Regions from separate parts of the Macaca mulatta genome. Here all the other regions are linked to region 1. A link is a contact called in public Hi-C data. All regions are on one chromosome and are shown on one strand. Each heading gives the region's core, a stretch centred on a gene start, on an enhancer-like site or on the middle of the called end of the contact. The rest is flanking DNA. Distances are from core to core; before and after follow the strand shown.

Region 1 (3,644 bases), core at 765-3,264:
ATGATCAGAATCTTTTCTGATTTTCATTAAGGAAATATTTCAAGAGGGACTGTGGCACCAAGACAGTCAATGCCTGCCCCTGAGCCCCTGATGAGAAGGAATTAAGGGCCCTGTGACTATGTATGTGACCAGAAGCCACATCAGGCTCCACCAGGCCTGGCAACTGTCCCTGATGGTCTGTTCTTCACCTCCTGTGGCTCCTGACTCTTCAGTTCTCAGTTGGAATTGAGGTCAGCCCTCTCGTTTCCTTGTCTGGCCCCTTCACCACCCACAATGCAAACCCATACTGAGGGACCAACCAGCAAGAGGCCCAGAGCAGCCCCCATAGCAACCAGAGGGGGCCAAGCTTGCTGCCACAGCCCACAACATGCCAACACCCCATTTAGACTTTTACATGAGAAATAAACATCCACTTGGTTCAACTGCTATTGTTTCGTCTCTGTGACTAAATCAAAAGTCCTCCTAGAGGACTAGAACTAGATCTACTGTCTGTTCTATGGCCTTCCCACAGTTCAGCTTCCTGTGCTCCCCAAAGCTTCACCTTGGAAACATATTTAACTGGTTCTGACCTTCAGCCTTGTGTGACTGTGGCTCCACAGCCAATATCAAATAACTGCAGACACCAGACACTTGGTTAAAATTCTCAATAGAGGAAAATGGTCGCTGGACAGTCAGCAGACTTGCTGTTTTCAGGTCAGCTGCTGGCTCAGTCCCCTCTGGGTGCCAGGGAAACCTGACAGCTGAGGGTTGTGATAAGGAGCAGTTTCTCTAGGAACTGACTGACATGTCTCCCTGAGGAGAGAGAAGTGACAGGCAACTCTAGGGAAGATGGCTTTCATGGCTTCATAAATATCTCACTGGCTCTTTGGCTTCTTCTCCAAGGTAGCCCAGATCTCCTCCTGTGTGAATATCTTTGTGGAAAGGGATGCATTGGTCAGGTAGGCCAGGTAGGATCAACTGAGGGAAGGTAGATGACCAGGATGGAGAAAAGCTGATGAGGCGGGGCTGAGGAGAATGAAGACTAATGCCCACCATCAAAGTTAGGGAAATAAAGTGTCGCTGCCAAGTCCAAACGTCAGGGTCACACTGGAAAACTGGACACAAAGCCAACGTCAGGAGCCAACAGAGCTGGAAAAGTGGAAACAGGCCAGGGAACAAGACTAGGCCGGGCATGATGGCTGCTGAGAATGAGCTGGTACCAAGCCTAGCTTCATTGTCTCTCAACTTAGCCTCATGCACAGAAAAGTCGTATCAACGAAGAGAGAGCTGGGTTTAATGATGTCACCAAGGGGGGAACAAAAGAAAACAACGTTCCTTAACCCAGGTCCGTAACTCTCGTGTTGTGCACAAGATTGTGTACATTTTCCAAAGTTTGTCAAAGGGAACAGCGCCCCCAAAAGGGTTATTTTAAGGTTTGATTGTGGACTCTGGTTATCCAGAAGAGGACGATCTCTGCCGATCTCTGCGGGCTCTCCTGTCTCGACGAAGTCCTTTAGTGCCTGAGGGTCTGGGCCACCTTCCAAAGGGGCGGAATCCCCCTGCCTCGCGTACCCCAGGGGTCTCTGTAGCGCTGCTGTTCTGTGAGCCTACTCCTCTCAGAAGCGCCGAGCACCAGGCCTGGAAGAGGACGAGTGTAGTAAATGAAGGGACACGGGGCGGACGGAGGGATTAAAAGATGGGGGTGTGATCTGTGCCAATGGGGACACTGACTGGTTCGAATATTAACGCGAGGTTTGTCCGCTTCTTCACAATCTGTCCGTTTCGTTTTACTGGGAAAGCAAATGTGTTCCCATCCCTCTATCTGGGGATACGGTTAGAGTTCCGGGAATGGGGTGCAGCGCCCGGACTGGCACAACCGCCGTTGTCCCACCTCCTCCGGAGCCGCAACACCGCAGTGCCGGGACTCGGACTGAGGCGAGGGCTCCCCACCCGCTACGTCGTGGCACCGCCCGTCGCCCCGCCCCTTGGGGAGCCCGTGGCGCGCCCTTTTGACGTAGTGCTTGTGTCAACATCAGCGCGCGCCGAGCCCGGAAGAGGCGCGGACTAGGAAAGGATTCGGTTCGCGCAGCTGCGGCGCCTCGGTCCCCATGGCGCTGTGGCGCGGCTCCGCGTACGCGGGCTTCCTGGCGCTGGCCGTGGGCTGCGTCTTCCTGCTGGAGCCAGAGCTGCCAGGCTCGGCGCTGCGCTCTCTATGGAGCTCGCTGTGTCTGGGGCCCGCGCCTGCGCCCCCAGGACCTGTCTCCCCTGAGGGCCGGTTGGCGGCAGCCTGGGACGCGCTTATCGTGCGGCCAGTCCGGCGCTGGCGCCGCGTGGCAGTGGGGTGAGTGCCAGCGGGGCCTGGGTCTCTGAACCTCCGAGGTCCGCCTTGGAGGTCGGGCGGAGCCGGCCAGAAACAGGGCTTCCCAGAGGTCCCCGGGAGGCGCTGCTGTCCGCGCTGGCCCCTTGGCGAGAAGCGTCGGACGTCTGAGTGGAACCCGGTTCGTCACCGCTGCTCTTTCCACTCGGCTGGCCTCTGCACCTTTCTCTGATCCCGGTAGGACCAGCCCTAACAGCTTCTTGCTAATCCCTCTTTGTCTGACACCTTTCTCCGAGCCTTGTTCCTCGTTCCAACTTTTAGCCCCTTCTCTTCTGGCGACTGTTGTTTTGCAGTCAAAGATACTTGACCTTACCCACTTTGACAACACTCGTCTTCCTCTTTCTTCTGAACTTCTTGAAGACGAGTGATTTCTGCCTTTACCCACTTGCTTTCGTAACGCCGTGTAGTCTAGAAACCACACGACTGTACTGCAGCTCCTCTCTTATTTGCCTTTTTGAGTCTTCATTATCTGCTCTCTGCAGCCTTTCATGCATTGAACACGTCCTTCTTCGTGAAACTCTTTTCTTCCCCTGACTTCAGTGACATTGCATATTTAAGGTTCTTCCAAATCACAGTGCCTCCTTTCTTTGTACTTTTCCTTGGGAATGTAATTATTCCCTTTATAGTGTTGATATTGTAAACACTAACTTTAGTCTCTGTCTCAGTTCAATTTGACTTTCTTGCCATGACCTCAGAGTTATGTATAACCACCACATAAAAGCAGGCCCTCTACCATGTAGACTACTACTTTCTGTGGAGTGTTGGGACTGGGAGGGGTAAAGTAGAGCAAACTTGTCCTGAAGATTAAATGACATAATTCATGTAATCTCTCTAGCATGGTGCTTGCTTTAAAAAGCATTCGATATTAGCTATAATTTTTTTTGTTTTTTTTTTTTTGGACACAGGGTCTCTCTCTCTCTGTCGCCTAGGCTGGAGTGCAGTGGGGCAATCACTGCTCACTGCAGCCTCGACCTCCCAAGCTCAAGAGATCCTTCTGCCTCAGCCTCTGGAGTAGCTGGGACAACAGGCAAGCACCACCACGCCCAACCAATTTTTTATTTATTTATTTTTTTTAGTAGAGTCGAGGTCTTGCTATATTGCCTAGGCTGGTCTCGAACTCCTGAGCTCAAGCGAACCTCCCACCTTGGCCTCCCAAAGTGCTGGGATTAAATTGTCCTTCCTTGCTTTATGTGTGTTCATTCAGCAGATATTCACCAGCTACATGGTTAGTGTCAGGTCTGTTCTAGGTTCTTAAGATACAGAGATGGGTGAAGCAAGGTCCCCGCCT
Region 2 (3,431 bases), core at 306-2,805, 270 kb before region 1:
GATGAACTACATATGAACTTCCATATAAAATAGATCATGAGTAACAGGAACTTGTTTTCTAAACATTTCGGCACCAAAATGTGTTCTAAACCACATATGGACTGAATGTATAAATGTACATCATGACATAAGCGACGTTTAATTTGACATTAAAACACTATTGTTTACGTAGCTGTTTAGAAAATACCCACTGGTACTTTAGGTTTAAAGCTGTTCTTTACCATTGGCAAAAGCCATGAGCTACATACACAGCAAGGAAATGAAAAGTTTATCAGTTAAGTTACCTTGCAGTGTGATTTTAAATATTATTTCATATAAATCAGGGAAAAACAAGTACTGGTTCAGCGGTAAGATTGCTTTCAAATGTAAAAATATATCTCACACGAGTGAAAGTTTTGTCAAGTTTTACGGTACCCCACCTTGGTCAAACAATTTTAACAGATTACACGCTAATTTGACTTTCAACTGCTGAGTGTATCCTGCTCAACAATACCGTGAGGTCCTTCCTGGAAGGCTTGGCATTTTTGTTCGTTGGTCCCCTTAAGTAAATAGGAATGCAGGTGGTTTCAGTAATCTATAATATTCCAAAACAGAACTGAAAATGGCTTTTGAGGTTCAATATGTTTATACAATGCCATCTCAAAACATCGTACAAGTACTTAAAATCCGATGCTCAGACAATTCCCTTGGTTAAGAGTGGTTAACAGGCTGTAAATATAGTTGTAATCCCCAGGAAAGAGGAGGCATTCCATAACGGAAACACTAACAGATACGATCACTCCGTGCCGCTCTCCAAGGCGTCCTCATCGTTAAATCAACACCAGGGGTTGTGAGCGGGCAATTGTGCCCCTCTGACACCCCCGCTCTTCCGCAGACTTCGGGCTCCAATCCCCGCGCGAGGAGTCCCTCGAGACCAGCCAGCGCTTCCCCGAGACTTCGGAAGCTGGGAAATCCCTGGCCAGGGAACCAGGAGTTCAAGCCCCCTCCCCTTTCCTTTCCTGAAAATTAATGAATTGGCCATCCGATTGTTTATTTAATGAGGTGTGTAGTGGCCTCTACTGGTGCTAGTGTGAGCACAAGAATGTCCCACTCTTACAAGTGGGATGAACCTGGGGGAGGGGAGAGAGGCGAGGGGTGAACCTGCCTCCAGGTACAAAGCTCGGAACTAGACCTCGGCGCCCCCGACCTGCCCCCCGGCAGCCGCCCCTCCACCGGCGGCGCCCCCTTTCGCCCTTCCCCTCCCCACCACGCACGATCCCCTTTCTCCAGGGCAACCAGAGCCGAGGCAGAGAAGTTCCTGCACGTTTCCTCCTAGATCCTAAACAAAAACACCGCAGCCGCCGCCGCCTGAGCCGGTGCCGCGCCCCCGCGCACCCCCGGGCCCGCGCCCGCCGCTTACCTGGGGACTGCGGCGCGGAGCCGCTCCTGGCGGCCGCGGCGCCCGGCGTCCGGCGCCCGAGCAGCAGCAGGCAGTAGAGCCAGAAGGAGGAGGTGCTGAGGAGTCGCCGGGCTCCCCGCTCCGCCGCCATCTCTTCCCCGAGAGTGAGCGGCGGCGGCGGCGGCGACAGCGCCGCGGAGCCCTTGCCTTCTTCCCTCCCGCGCGTCTCAGCCGGTCCCTCGCTGCAGGCTCGGCTCCCGCGGCCGCCGCTGCTCCAGCCCGGCCCGGCCCGGCCCGGCCCGCGCGGCCCCTCTCGCGGGAGGGGAGACTCAGGGGCGCCTCCCTCCTGCAGCGGGGCGGGGAGGGGAGGAGAGCGGAGAGGGGGAGTCAGTACATTCCGGGGCGGGGGGGTGGGTCGGTCTCCAGGTTCCAGGCGCCGCCACCCGCCGCCGACTCCGGCTCCACACACCAGCGCGAGGGGGGCGGAGACCGAAGACGGCGGGGGCGGGGGGCGGGAGTCCCGGGCGCGCGCACGCGCACGCGCGCGCCTCCCTCGCCCGCACCCCCTGGGCTCCGCGCGCGGCCCGCCCCCGCTCCAATCCCGGCTGCCGCCTCGCGGGCCGAGACGGGCCCGCTCCCCTCCCCCTTCTCCCCGGAGCCGCTCACTAGTGCGGGGCGCGCGCACCGGGCGCTGCTGCTGGCGTCAGGGAAACCCCGGAGAAGCGGATCCTCCTCCTCCTCCCGCCAGCTAGCCGCAGCCCCTCGGCTCCCGGGGACAGATTTCCCCCCTCACCTCCCCAGACGCCTCTGGCTGCAGAGACCTGAGGGCGAGAGGCGCTCCGAGCTCAGGCTGGTCCGGGAGGCCAGCGTGGGCGCGCACCTCTGCACAGTCCGGGCCTGGAGCGTCTATATAGGGCCTCAGAGGAAACCGAATGGCCTCCGGGAGGAAACCTGGGTGCGCAGTGGGTCGGCGCGGGGATTTATGTGCTCGCCAAAAACAATAGCGATCCCGCCCGGCTCTTGCTGGGCCCTGGCGCGGCTCCCGTGGGAGGGGGCCGGCCGCGCAGCCGCTGACCTCCGGCTTCCAGGCCGGGCCGCCCTCGCCGCGCGCTTCCCCCGGGCAGCGCCGGGACCCGCCCGAACCGCGCCCCCACCCGCGTCGCTCGGCCCGGGTCCAGGGAACTAGGCACAGACAAAGGTGCCCGCTGTCCACCTTCTCAGCTCGTGCGAGGGCCCCGACCGAGCCCTGGGACTCCCGGGGGCCAGTCCTCTCGCAGTAACTGCTACGTTTTACCTGTACCTTTGCGGGACACTTCGCGTTTTCCTACCTGGGAATCACGTCTTTCGCTGATAAACCAAGGAGCAAGTGGGATATGATTTTAAACCACTTAGTAATCGTGAGGCATCACCCAGGCTACCCAAAGTTAGGAGAAAGCAGTTTGTAGTTCCACTGCTGATGAGATTATTGATCATTTTGTATACTGCACCCATGGAAATTTTTTAAAGAAAATTTCTTTGTATGATTACGCAATCAGAGTCATGTTTGGTGGTTAATAGGAGTTGGGTTTTATTCATTCTTCTGTACAGTCGATAACCGAAATGTCTTGCTTCCCACAAGAAAATGGCTATTTCACTAACATATCCCTCTGTGCTTTCTCATAGTTACTTTCTAAAGATATTTTATTCTAAAGCGCCAAAATGAACAATATAAGACATGGATTAACATCGGGAGGGAAGAGCTCAGAATCTTCCTAGAAGCTCTTAAATCATCAAAACGGTGAAATTGGGAATTCTCATCCCAGTTCTTTGAAACAATTGACTTAATAGAGGAAACACACGCTTATGGTTTTTCACTAGGGAAACCATTTAAATACCTTTTTGTTTTGGTTAGACTTGTTAACCAGCAAAAATATTTCCTAAATACCCGTGATTGACCTGTTAAATTAGAAATAGATTACCTCCCAATTACTTCACAAGTATTTGCTTAATTAACCTTTAATAATCACATCATTATTCAGTTTTCTGAGATAATTAATGAGAAAAGCTCTTTGAA
Region 3 (3,500 bases), core at 639-3,138, 470 kb before region 1:
TAGGTGCTGGGCCAGGGAGCTGAACTAGAAAGAAAAGTTTGAGATAGCAAGATATAAATGAAATGCTACACTCCTCAATAACTGTTTTTGGCAATATTGTCATATTGGCCATGTTTTAAAAATAATAGAAGCTAAGAAAACAATGGATTTGATTGAAGTGGTTTTAGAATAATATATAAACACATTTTCCTTTTTATGATTCAAATCAAAGCCAGAAATTACATTGAAAAACTTTCCTTGTGGTTTATAAAATCCCAGTTTTGCAGTGGGCCTACACAAGACATAAAAGGCAGTGAGCCGAGATCGCGCCACTGCACTCCAGCCTGGGCGACAGAGCGAGACTCCGCCTCAAAAAAAAAAAAAAAAAAAAAAAGAAAGAGATCCTTCTTCTGCCGGGCACTGTGGTAGGCACTAGGGATACAGTGATGAAGAGACTCCTGCCCACAAAGAACTCCCAGTCTAGCAGGAAAGTCAGATACATAAACAGTTACAAAAAATGTCTTAAGTGCTAACAGATTTAGGTAATGGCTATAACAAAAACAGAAAGACGAGAGAGCACACAATTCTGCTTTGGGAGGGGTTTGGGAGGGAAAAGAAGGATTAGTGAAGAATTCTTGGAGTCAAGCAAAATGAACACTTTCCTCAGATACCAAGGGGAAAATCATTCCAGTCAATGGGGTCAATAGGGAGAATATACAAAAAGACAGTGTTAAGTGGTTCAGCTTGGTTGAAACAGAGTGGATATGGGAGACAGAATGTTGAAAACAATGACCGATCAGATAGTGAAGAATCCTCTAATGTCCTGCTATTGAAGCTTATATTTTCTCTAGTAGGTATTAGGTAACTACTGAAAAATTATGAGCAGAAGCATGACACGATCAGATCTGTGTTTAGAAAGGACATGTGAACACATGTATGGAAGAAAACAGTAAAGGAACAAGAGTAGATAAAAGAATAATAATTGTAAAACAGCTACCATTTATTGACTGGTTACAGTCAGTCAAGCACTAAATACTTGACATGTATTTTCTCATATAATCTTTGCACTAAACCAAATGAGATGAATATTATCATCCTCATTTACAGGTGAGGTTATGAAGTTAACAATCTTTCCCAAGTGATGGGAAAGTTAGCTTGTGGTGGACCCAGGAGTCGAGTACTTGCTGATTCTAAAACATGGGCTCAAGAGGACCCTTCAGGAGATGATTACAATATCCATGACAGGATGCATGTGACTGGAGGAGTGGATCACTGGCTGACTGCTTAAGTGTCTAGCTGGCTCTGTCTCCTACAATGGCTCACATACCTACCCTTTTACTATATTCTTTTTGTCTGATTGACAGGTTCCAGTTCCAATTTATACACAAATCCTGTGTAGCTGTCTATGCCTACACTTTGGTAGACATCTATATTTGAAAACAATTTCTCTGGCACTAGTGTTTCTGTAATTCATTGGATTTAAAAACTGGGAAGGGAAAAAAAAACTAACAAAATGTAAAACAAACTGGCTTTCCTGAATAACAGCACCATAGCTTAAGATTAATTTTGCTACCAAAGTAGAGAAATCTGAATATGGTTACTCTAACAGTTGTTTGCTTTAGTTATGAATCATGTTACTCACTTAAGTTAAGGGTGCATTTTGTGCAGCCTGACAGGTGGGGTTTGTCACACTTCTGCTGCTATGGGAAACTTTCCTCTAACTTATTAAAGGAGAAGAAAAACAAAACAGTCCCTAAATTCTCTTGAAATCATTTTCAATATATTCATTGGCCAAGTGTAGGCAAATATGATCCTAAAAAAGGTGCTAATGAATTCTTTCATTTCAGCTGTATAGTGGCATAATAAATGGAAAAAATGTTAAGTTGGTTTGTGAAACTAAATATGTAAGATATTTTCCAAGGGCTGGTTCCAACATTTATGCCTCCCCCACACAAGCTGAACACCTCCAGATGAAATGCAAATCTCTCTTCAGAAACTGCTTCTCTTTTGCCAAAACATGTTAGTCTCTTCTCCATCCCTAAAATACCCTCACCAGAACCTGTTGCCCCTTCTACCTATATTCTTGTAACTATTTTCTTTTAGCCAAACTCCTTGAATAAATGGTTGTGCTTTCTACTTTCCTTAAGGTGATAACACATCACACTGTTGTCTATGGTACCAGACCATAAACTCCTTGTGGACAGAAGTCAAGTCTTACTCATCTTTACATCTTGACTGCCTAACAATTATATTCTGACTGCCTAACACAGTGGCTGACACATGGTGGGCACTCAATAAATCTACTCTTCTTCACCCCTTTTCTTTCATCTCTAAATTTGACAATGACCCTCCCAGTGGCTCTCAACAATTTGACATATGAACTGAAATGATAATGAAAACTACAGATTCTTTCCAAGGGAAATGTGAGTATGTACAGACACAAAGATTTATTTTCATGTAGTTTCAGAAGGTTTATAGCCTCAGGATAGGACCCTTGCATTTCCTTCATTTTCATCATGACTTACCTTGCATGTGCACTGTTAGATTCTATTTCTGGGATTTGGGTCATGCAAATTCCTTCCCACAATATGCTTGCTCTAAGTCAAATGCCTCAAGGCCAGCCTCAGGTCTCATCTTTCCCTAGGATCCTGCCTTAACTTTTCTATCTTTTACAGTCCGTTTTCTCTATTCTGTATCCTAGTATCTCTCATGAATGATGCTTCTATATGAAAGCTGATGAAAGGTAACTGAGCTTGAAACCTAATAGAGTATTCCTGCTCTTGTCTGAACATAGATAACTGTAAAATTCAACATCCTGCCTGTAATGAGAACACACTCTTCCCTTAAATCAACCCCCTGACTCTGTGATGGCCCTCTTGTTCTTGCCTGGGTTTGATTCCTATCTTCAATCTCTGTCACTGAGATGATGAAAGGTCTCCTATCTTGCCTGCTCCTTCTTTAAGGGAAGAAGACCTAGCTTGTTCATCCCTGCATCTCCAGTATCTTGCACATTACCTGGTGTAGGGGATACTCAATAAATATTTGACAGGTGAGTGATTTGCCATGGCATTAGAAAGTGAAGTTCTACAGCTTCTTGACTTATTCTACCCGTCAGGTAAAGTTCTTAAATTATTTCTATAGTTCCACTGGTAAAGTCATTTAATCTGTTTAGTTGCCTGGTCAGTAGCCTCTACAAATATATCTAAAATACTCTCTACTTAAAGTAAAATATTTTATTATTACTGGAGGTTTTTAATACAGAAAAACTAATGCTGTTAATAATAAAAGTAGACTGAAGAATATACTGAGGAAAAACAACTTGTGCTAAAAGAAGGCAAAAGTCCAGAAAAAAACCTCAAGTAGGAAAAGCATTCATTAAGATTCGGCTGCTTGTAATTTTGGGCCTATAGTTTACAACCCACACGTAAGATATACAACACATTTATACTATAAATAAACCCGATTGACACTCAAGTCACAGAAAATCTTAGAAATGTAATTAGAAGTAACCCTATGTAGCA

What was found. Hi-C and Micro-C count contacts between places; a contact is called where the count stands out from the background.
Region 2: a Hi-C map of fetal cortical plate shows a contact between it and region 1, with 2.2 times the contacts expected there. The contact joins the promoter of NEO1 here to the promoter of ADPGK in region 1. A contact is called at or near these places in 2 of 14 Hi-C or Micro-C datasets (fetal cortex germinal zone and fetal cortical plate).
Region 3: a Hi-C map of fetal cortical plate shows a contact between it and region 1, with 2.1 times the contacts expected there. The contact joins the enhancer-like site here to the promoter of ADPGK in region 1. A contact is called at or near these places in 2 of 14 Hi-C or Micro-C datasets (fetal cortex germinal zone and fetal cortical plate).

Annotation. Positions count from the first base shown.
Region 1 is chr7:50,512,695-50,516,338 of T2T-MMU8v2.0, reverse strand. ADPGK (ADP dependent glucokinase) reads left to right here and starts at 2,014. Exons shown (of 7, transcript XM_077939782.1): 1 at 2,014-2,320; 2 at 3,262-3,383. LOC144329964 (a long non-coding RNA gene) reads right to left here. Exons shown (of 2, transcript XR_013395733.1): 2 at 2,069-3,187.
Region 2 is chr7:50,783,897-50,787,327 of T2T-MMU8v2.0, reverse strand. It overlaps NEO1 (neogenin 1), which reads right to left and starts at 1,555. Exons shown (of 28, transcript NM_001261500.1): 1 at 1,400-1,555. The coding sequence starts at 1,529.
Region 3 is chr7:50,985,194-50,988,693 of T2T-MMU8v2.0, reverse strand. NEO1 (neogenin 1) reads right to left here. Exons shown (of 28, transcript NM_001261500.1): 10 at 1-24. Among named protein-coding and RNA genes, the nearest start is that of HCN4, 120 kb to the left of the region's middle. Within about 2 kb of position 1,888, at least 2 of the 40 cell types and tissues checked have an H3K27ac peak or open chromatin away from gene starts, as enhancers often do. A contact at or near this core is called in fetal cortical plate, where this site is marked.